Linked DNA regions of Zea mays: all the other regions are linked to region 1. The links are chromatin contacts, called in public Hi-C maps. All regions are on one chromosome and are shown on one strand. The core of a region is the stretch at or near the end of the contact, and the rest is flanking DNA. Distances in the headings are between cores, read along the strand shown.

The links. Hi-C and Micro-C count contacts between places; a contact is called where the count stands out from the background.
Region 2: a contact with region 1 is called in a Hi-C map of endosperm, with 2.8 times the contacts expected there. The contact joins the promoter of LOC100502404 here to the promoter of LOC100216713 in region 1. A contact is called at or near these places in 6 of 25 Hi-C or Micro-C datasets (bundle sheath, ear, endosperm and 2 more).
Region 3: a Hi-C map of leaf shows a contact between it and region 1, with 5 times the contacts expected there. The contact joins the promoter of LOC103631824 here to the promoter of LOC100216713 in region 1. A contact is called at or near these places in 3 of 25 Hi-C or Micro-C datasets (ear, leaf and tassel).

The regions. Positions count from the first base shown.
Region 1 is chr1:18,897,804-18,900,823 of Zm-B73-REFERENCE-NAM-5.0, forward strand. LOC100216713 (FIP1) reads left to right here and starts at 1,471. Exons shown (of 4, transcript NM_001143118.2): 1 at 1,471-1,803; 2 at 1,918-2,019; 3 at 2,573-2,844. The coding sequence starts at 1,587.
Region 2 is chr1:19,187,667-19,190,686 of Zm-B73-REFERENCE-NAM-5.0, forward strand. It overlaps LOC100502404 (putative MATE efflux family protein), which reads left to right and starts at 1,603. Exons shown (of 8, transcript NM_001350726.1): 1 at 1,603-1,966. The coding sequence starts at 1,685.
Region 3 is chr1:18,634,054-18,637,073 of Zm-B73-REFERENCE-NAM-5.0, forward strand. It overlaps LOC103631824 (DDB1- and CUL4-associated factor 8), which reads left to right and starts at 1,600. Exons shown (of 20, transcript XM_020545330.3): 1 at 1,600-1,963. The coding sequence starts at 1,877. LOC103631823 (protein ALP1-like) reads right to left here and starts at 585. Exons shown (of 2, transcript XM_008653575.4): 1 at 313-585; 2 at 1-234. The coding sequence starts at 560.

The DNA.
Region 1 (3,020 bases), core at 221-2,720:
CCACGGCTCCCGTGCCGTTTAGTCCGTTAGGTGGGTTGGAACCTTCCAGATCCACGGGCGGAGTCGAAACTCGAAAGCCCCGGAATAGAACCGTTGGCAAGGTGAATCCCACGTGGGACCCGTGTGCTCACCTGGAAGATGGACAAGTGGGTCCCTAGCGTGAACGCGTCCTTTGGAATCCGTGACGCGTCTCCGTCACACCAGGCGGCCTCGGATTTTGAGTTTTGAGCATTCATCAGACACCAAACGGTGCAGGAGCGATGCTGCATATTCAGGGCCCCTTTGGTAGGGCTTATTTTTCAGCTTCGGCTCTGGCTCATACAAAAGTTGTGCCAAACACCTTTTTTTCAAATGGCTTCACCAGTAAAGTGCTTTTCCAAAATTAACTAGAGGGCATGAGCCAAAAAAAGTGGCTCACCCGGCTTCAGCTCACGTCATTTTTGCACAATAGCCCTCCCACCAGTCCAAATTATTTTTTTGGTCCTGCCCTTAATCCCTAGCCACGTACAGGAGAGATCGACCACGTAAAAAGTAAACTATACAAGGGTCTTTCTGAAAAACAACCTATAAGCCGTTTTGCCAAATGATTTTTCAGAATGGCTTTGGCTCATCTAAAGAAGTGGCTTCACCTCGTGAGCCAGAGCCAAAGCCGTTTTTGGAGAAGCCAGAGCCCTGCCAAATAGAGATGGCAATGGGTACCCGAAACCCGAATACCCGACGGGTTTTACCCGATATGAAGGCGGGTACGGGATGATTTCTCTACCCGCGGGTATGTTAATGGGTAAAAACCTCTACCCGTTGGGTAGACGGGTACGGGTATGGGTTGGTACTACCCATACCCGTCTACCCGTGGGTAAAATATACCCGCGTCAATAACACTATAAACATCTAATAGAGTCCAATTTAGCTAGAACAAAACCCTTCTCTAGTTATCATTTGTCTAGATACCAAGTTATGTAATCATATGATTTGTTATATGTGAAATTGAAGTTGTTTTTATATGTTTATCTAATATTTTGAGTGATTGGTATATTGGAATTTAATTCTTTCCTAGCGGGTATGGGTTACCCGACGGGTAAAAATACCCGCGCGGGTACGGGTATGGGTAAGATTTTATACCCGCGAGTATATATGGGTAACCCGACGGGTAGAATTTTTTTTGATGGGTACGGGTATGGAATGGTACTACCCGACGGGTATGTACCCGTTGCCATCCCTACTGCCAAAGGGGCCCTCAATTCATTTACATTTTTTTTGCAGCAATTGCGTCGACGCGGAATAGAAATGGAAACACCTTCGTGGCTAAGCATTTTTGCCTGGTCAAGTCGAGTTTGAACATTGACGTGAAACGCTGTGCTGTGCTTAGCGACGACTCCACCGCGTTATGCTGACGATAATAACATTTATTTACTTTTTTTTTTGCAGAAAAAAGACAACTATATATTCTGCCATTCTGGCAGGCCCCCAAATAAATTTCCACAACCGAAACCTGCAGTCGGGTCATCTCGTCCACGAAACGTACGGACTTCGGGCATCGGCCCCAACGCCAGCGGCACCGCACCCGCACCACCAAGCTCGTCGGCGACATGAATCCGCCCGCAGCAGCCGCGTCCACCGGCGCAGGAGGCCACGCCGCGGCGCCTGCGGCAGCCCCGGAGTACGCGCACTACCCGAGGCTCTCGCCAGAGGAGGTGGCCCCGCCCCCGCCCCCGCCTTATCACGCCGCCACCGCCGCGCCGTCCGCCTACGGAGGCAACCCCTACATCTACTCCCCCGCCGGCGGCGCCGCCACCTCCCCGAAGAGTGCGTTCCCCCGCCCCGCTCCTTAAAAATCTGGCCCCGACAGCTGCCGATTCGTCCGGAATTTGGATCGTTCCTTCCTTTTCTGATATGCTCTCGTGTGGTGTGGTTTTGCAGATACGATGGACTCCGTGAAGGACGTGCTCGGCAAGATGGGAAAGAGGTTTGGCGAGGCGGCCCGCAAGACCGAGACCATCACCGGCAATTTCTGGCAGCACTGTGAGCTTTTCGATTTCGTTGCCGTATTTTCACGAAATCGGGTTCCGAAGTTGTTTCTGTGTGTTTTTCATCAATTTGCTAATCGTGTTGTGCATTTTCATGTACATTTTGTTATTGTAATATGAAATTAGGTTGTCGTCAAGCTGTTACTTAGCCACAACCACAATGAAATTGAACTAGAATCCCATCTTCATGGGCTCAGACAAAAAGAGGGGCAACTAATTTAATCGACACAGAATTCAGCTTATTTCATTGGCGTGCACTAAATTCGGCATTTCTGGTGGGCATTGACAGGGATTAGGATTCATTATGCTGCTTCTTTTATAACTATAAAAGTTTTATTCCATATATTTCACTATATTGATGATGTTTGATGTGGCTTTTCTAGGTACCATGTATCTAGACACAGTGTATATCTAAGCACATAGAAAAATCTATGTGTAGCCTTGTTTCTTTAAGTCAAATGGGAATGGGAGCACTAGATTATAGCCTTGTTTCGTTAAGTCCATACAATGTGGAGAAACTGATCAGGTCTTCCTGATTCTTTAAACAGTGAAAACTGGACCAAGCATTACTGATGCAGCAATGAGCAGGATCTCACAGGTCACCAAAGTCATTGCAGAAGGTGGATATGACAAAATTTTCCATCAAACTTTTGAGGTCGCCCCTGGTGAAAAGCTCAAGAAGCCATATGCATGTTATCTGTCAACCTCGGCTGGTCCTGTTATGGGTGTGCTTTACCTGTCCAATGTAAAACTGGCATTTTGTAGTGATAACCCACTTGCATACCAGGTTGGAGACAAAACTGAGTGGAGTTACTACAAGGTAATTATGTGTATTGCTGTGTTTTGCTTTAGTTCAGTAAATATAAAGTTTGTTCAAGGAAATGCAATTCGTACTGAAGCTTATTCATTATGACAATTAGGCTTACAGAATTATGTTAAGAAACAATACATCTTACTCTGGAGTATTGTTTTGTATGAAAACATCAAGTTTCAGAA
Region 2 (3,020 bases), core at 353-2,852, 290 kb after region 1:
ACTCAGCCCCGGAAACAATTCTACACTTATGCATGGATTGCCCCTTTAGTAGAGAGGTATGGAGCAAAGTTTTGTCTCGGGCCAACCTTCATTTCCTGACTGGGTTCCCTAGTGGCTCTTCCTTGTACGATTGGTGGACAGATCTGCGTAGTCTTTGCAGCAGACAGATAAGAAGGGACTTCGACGGCCTGCTAATTCAATTCTGGTGGAATCTATGGCTAGAAAGAAATTTCAGAATCTTTCAAGGACAGCATAGGGGTGTAGACCAAGTTACTATGGCTATCTTGGGCATTGCTAGTAGCTGAGGTCTTGTTAGGAGTATTCCTAGTGGCTTTTTTTGTTTTTGTTTTACCCTGTTTTTTCCCCTTTTTTTTTGATTTCTTTCTTGTTCTCTTGTTGTTCCTTTTTCTTCTTCACTTTGGTTCTTCGAGTCTTTGTTTTTCTTCCTCATCTAATATAGACGGAGCAGCAAGCCTTTTGCCCCTTCCTTTAAAAAAATCTTTTAGAGAAGACTATAAATAACGAATATAGAATATGAATATAAAGAACGTCGCTGGAGATAGTCTTAGTACTCGAAATCTCGAGAGGAGATAAGCGTTTACATACTCCGGCCTTTACAGACATCTGAGTGTGTGCCGGAACCGAATCGCTTTTCCAGGCTGCGGCGCGCGCGCATCGATGGAGCATGCAGCTGCAAGGGTGCCTTTGCATTTGCTGCGACCTGCACATGGCGATTGGCGAAAGGCCGTGGGCGAGTTTTATATTATTCAGCAGGAGGAGGAGGACAGGCCATTATTGCTGTGCTGCCGTACCGCAAAGCTCGCAGGTGTGCACGCGCGCACGCCGCATCCCACAATTAGAGCTTGCGTCAAAACTAAAAAATACACATACTAAAGAGTTCGGTTACGTCTGAGACCTGATTAGCAGGGTACTATAGTATATGGATAGAGTTTGTTGTAACCTCGTGTCCCTTTCCTGTATACATATGTGATCATATATAGTTTAAGGGCATGTATTCGGTTTCAAAATACAAGAGACAACTAGAGATTGCACAACATAACCCCTGAAACTAGAGCTTAACTTGTAACGACTCCGACCCTACAATATATCATACTGATGTGGTATTCTTCTCAACTTAAACTGGGCCTAAAAGGTTTCAGTTGACGTGGGTGTCGGTGAACCCAAGTCCGTCCTATGCCGAACGATCATGATGGGGCTACGACCTTTCGCTGAGTCGCCTTCTGCAAATTAAAGGCGAGGTCGTCTCGTGGAACATGCGGCTGCTGGAACCTTGATGCATCGGGCGCGGCATGCATGGTGGTCGGGCCGGCGCTCGGCTCATCGATCTGTCGTCCCCCGCGGCAACGAACGCGAGCAACTCTCGATCGCCACCAACAAACACGTGCCGATCGAAACGCAACGTATGTGTTCCCGTCGCCCTTCCGTCGTCGATGACGCTAGCTGCGGCTGCTGCCTGGGACTCGCCAACCCAGCCACGCTACTCCGAACGCCTTAGCTTGCATCTGCCTATTAAAAGGCGTCCTCGCTGGCTTTTGTATACGGGAGAGAAAGCCAGACAGGACTCCTCCTCCTCCCCCTTCCCTCCCCCTAAAAGCTAAAAACATTTGGAGAGAGAGAGAGGGAGATCGAGGGGAAACCGAGAGCAACCAAGACGCACACGACGATGGAGCGAGCGGACGAGGACGCGTGCCGGGTGGCGCTGCTGGACGCTGACGGCGGCGGCGGCGGCGAGGGCGGCAAGAAGCAGCAGCAGCAGCTCGCGGCGCGGGTGTGGGAGGAGTCGAGGAAGCTGTGGGACATCGTGGCGCCGGCCATCTTCAGCCGCGTCGTGACCTACAGCATGAACGTCATCACGCAGGCCTTCGCCGGCCACCTCGGCGACCTCGAGCTCGCCGCCATCTCCATCGCCAACACCGTCGTCGTCGGCTTCAACTTCGGCCTCATGGTACGTACGCTATCGCTATACGCAGGCTCCCTCCCTCTCGTTTGCCCGTCCACCAAGCTCTCTCGATCGCTCCGGCCGACCGATTGATCGAGAAAGCCAGCTCCGTTAGATTTGGCTCGTGAGTCGCGCGTGAAGGCGTGATAATGCGTCCCGCCGCCTGCTAGCTATTTCCAGAGCTGAGCTAGGCTGTACCACGTACACGTGACCTAATGTACGCGTGTGTAGTATTGTGTAGTACTGTCAGCTAGCTAGCTACATCTTGTCTCAATCCCATCCACATGATGCTACCAAGTACCAGTAATTTAAATGCCGACGTCCATCCATATGACGAAACCGACGACAATACATGCATGCCAACTCACCCCCAAAAGCCCAAAACAATACTCTCTTCGTTGTTTTTTAGTTGTCACTGGATAGTTCAATTTTGCACTATCCAGCGACAACTAAAACGAAAAGAAGTGACTACCGCGCTTTCGTTTTCCATGGCAACTCAGCTAGCAGCGCCTCAGCAAATGCCCTGCAGGAGATATTTCCAGATGCGAAGCCACGAAGGTAACGCCAAGCGTGGTCGAGCCCCATCTGTGCTGTGCCTGTGCTCCTTGGAGCCTTGGTCCGGACATCTGTTTGGCGGTTTGGGTCGATAAGATATAGTAGGGGCGGTACTCCTTTCGTTTCGCGTCCAGACAGACAGCCGCGCACCACCGAAATTGGCTCTTTCCTCTGATTTTCTCGAGCGGGGGTCCAAAGGTCAGCTAGCTGTCAAGAAGACCGATCGAACGGCTGAAACTTTAAAATACACGGTTCCAAAAACCAGTTGCGTTAAATCCAGGGCAATTCTAGGTTCAGACGTCTGTCTCAAAACTATTCGCATCGCAAATACATTGTCATTTTCGGTAAACGAATAGAGTGCCCTTTTTTTTGTTGATGCAGATGTACCCACCTCTCTGTTCCAAACTATAAAAGACCGTTCCCTCAGCTCTAAAAACTTTAGAGCAATTTCACTTACTTTTGAGCTCTGAAGCTCTAATATGGCTAGACTTTAAATCTAACTTTA
Region 3 (3,020 bases), core at 350-2,849, 260 kb before region 1:
ACGGCCGTGCAAAAGTGTTTCAATGCCTCATGAGCAGTAGATTCGCCAATACGCACGTATTCGTCAACGGCATCAGCTGGAATACCGTAAGCAAGGATTCGAACAGCAGCAACAACTTTCTGTAGAGCAGAAAGACCCATATCACCCGCACAATTTGGACGTTGAATAAAATAAGGATCCACTTGTTGCACAGCATCAACAAGGCGCTCAAAGACATGGCGACGCATGCGGAACCTACCATAGAATTCATGTGTCATAATAGGGGTCGTAGAGTTTTGTACATGGTAAAAAGAATGTGTTAATTGTAAATACCTCCTACGAAATTGAGCATCCGTGTACACGGGGTTGGCTCCAAAGTAGTCCGCTCGGATTCTTGCATCGCCGCTCATGTGATCACGATGAATCCTAACACGCCCTGGAATCGAACCACCATGACGACGCTCATTGCGTGCACGTCGCCTCCTATTGACCATGTGCCTCGCCAACTGCAACTCTTCTTCTTCCTCTTCCATTTCTTCCATCAAGCGCACAAGAAAATTGTTTTCTAAGTAGGGATTCATGGTAGTCGAGTTTGTAAAGGCAAGGTTGAGTGAAGTATGGAAGGGTCACTTGGTATTTATAGAGGAAGTACGCTTCGGATAGAAGACAAGCGCTTGTCGTGCAAGGGAAGCAAGGCTATGGCTTCTCGAAGAAGAGTACTGGCTTACGGTGCAAGATTGTCCATTTTAAAACTTATTTTGGCAACAATATTATAGTATGTGGCGCGTTACCCACAACAATTACACAACAACAAAACAATCAATGTAATTATTATTGATATTTCGAATTTATTGCTTTAAAAATTAATAAATACAATTTTTTCGGATCATTTGTATAGTGTCAAATGATAACAAAACAAAGAAAAATGAAAAAGAAATGGAAAATGTGAATCTGTTAACACTGTAGCTTTAGGGGATGGAATTTAGAGGACGCTGCTGGAGACGGAGAATATATAGAGGACAGAATCTTTTAGAGTGTTCTGTAAAGGACAGAGAATATTCCTTTAGGGGACGAAATTTAGGGGACGCTGCTGGAGACAGCCTAACACTGTGGCTATAGGGGACCGAATTTAGAGGACGTTGCTGGAGACTGAGAATATATAGAGGATAGAATCTTTTAAAGTGTGCTGTAAAGGACAGAGAATATTCCTTTAGGGGATGAAATTTAGGGGACGCTGCTGGAGATAGCCTAAAGAGCGTAGAAAACTGTTTGAAACTCTATATTTAGAGTACACCAGCCTAAGACCCTGTTTGTTTCGGATTATAATCTCTTTAGATTATATAATCCAGCGCAAATAATCCAATAGGTAAACAAACATATAGATTATGAGTTCAGATTATATAATCTAAAGCCCAGATTATGATAATCTCATAATCTCCTAAGAGTAGCTTATTTGAGATTATTTTGGCAAAAAACCCACTACCTATGGTTATGTAAATAGAAATTACAATATATGCCATACTTCTTTTCTCACCTCAAATAAACAAACAAGGGTATTACTGTCTAAACAAACAGGCCTAAATTTGTTCTTGCACGTTTGGACGATTGTAGGCCCCACCTGGGAGCCCACGCCTTGGTCAGCAGTGGCTCCACGCGTCTCCGACCGGCTGCCCCCCACTCCCCCACTTCGACCCGGGGGCGCCCTCTCTCTGTCTCCGGAACCCTTCCAGCCTTCTCGCTCCTGGAACCCAGACCTCAACCCTTCCGTCCCCGACCATCGACCCCCGAAGGACCTGGCGGTGTCCAGATTTCCAGAAGCATCCCCCATCCAGCCCCCGGCGATCGTGCGGAACCTGGCGGCTGGGGACGCGGGAGAAGCGGCGAGGGCTAGCTGGAGATGGACACGGCGGAGAAGATGCGGTGGCCCTTTTCGGACGGCAGCGTCACCGATCTCCTGGACGCCCGCAGCCTCCACGGCTCCCCCGTAAGGCCCCGTGGAGCAGCAAACCCCTGGGATTTCTCCTAGCGCTTTAGGCGGCATTTATGCTTTGCTTTGGATCGAATTGGTCGATTCGTAAGGGTTCGTGTCGGCGAATCGATGATTCAAAGTGATTGGCGGGGGCGGTTTTGGATGAGTTAGTGGGTGCTGGGTTGCATTTCCGGATCGTTACTTTTGATTAGGTTGAAACTCAGAAGGGTTTGTGGACATGGAGGAACCAGCTGTTGTTCGATGCGCAGCCTGATACCAGTAATTGGATTAGAATAGCGGTTTGCTATATACCGTATCTGTCTTTAGAAATTAATTAATATCGGGCCACTTCTGAAATGGTGCAGTATCAAGTTGACTTCAGAATTCTTGCTCTTTATGTGGTGCAAACCTGAAACAACCTGCTGAATGTTCAAGGTGAAAGTGAAACAATACAAAAGAACACATATTGATCTATTCTTGGTGGTGGTGAGGTCTTTAGGTAATGGTGAAATGATATGGCCTTTTGTACTATATGTGTGTGTGTGTAAATGGAGAAATGGATTAATTGAGTGATGTTATTTCTCACAAAAATGTACTTAATGTTTTGTGTGCAGAGTGTGCATACAGCATACTGGTCCTTACCACCTAATATGTGGCATGCTCTTCGCAGTAGCTCTTTTCTTCTCAACTTACATATGTATGGTGACTTATGGACCAGTTATAAATACATGGGCAGCAGCAACAACAACAACAACAACAACAACAAAGCCTTTTATCCCAAGCAAGTTGGGGTAGGCTAGAGTTAAAAACCCAATAGAAACCATAATCAAGGTTCGGGCACATGGATATCTGTTTTGCATGCATTTCTATACAAGGCTAAATATTTGGGCATGGACCATCCTTTCAAGTCCCCTTTTGCTTTTTCTTCCTATGTCAATTTCGGTCTTCATCTTCCTCTCTTCTCATTGCTACCGTGCCTTAGGATCCCATTATGCACTGGCACCTCTGGAGGTCTCCGTTGGATATGTCCAAACCATCTTATCGGTTGGACAAGCTTTTCTTCAATTGGTGC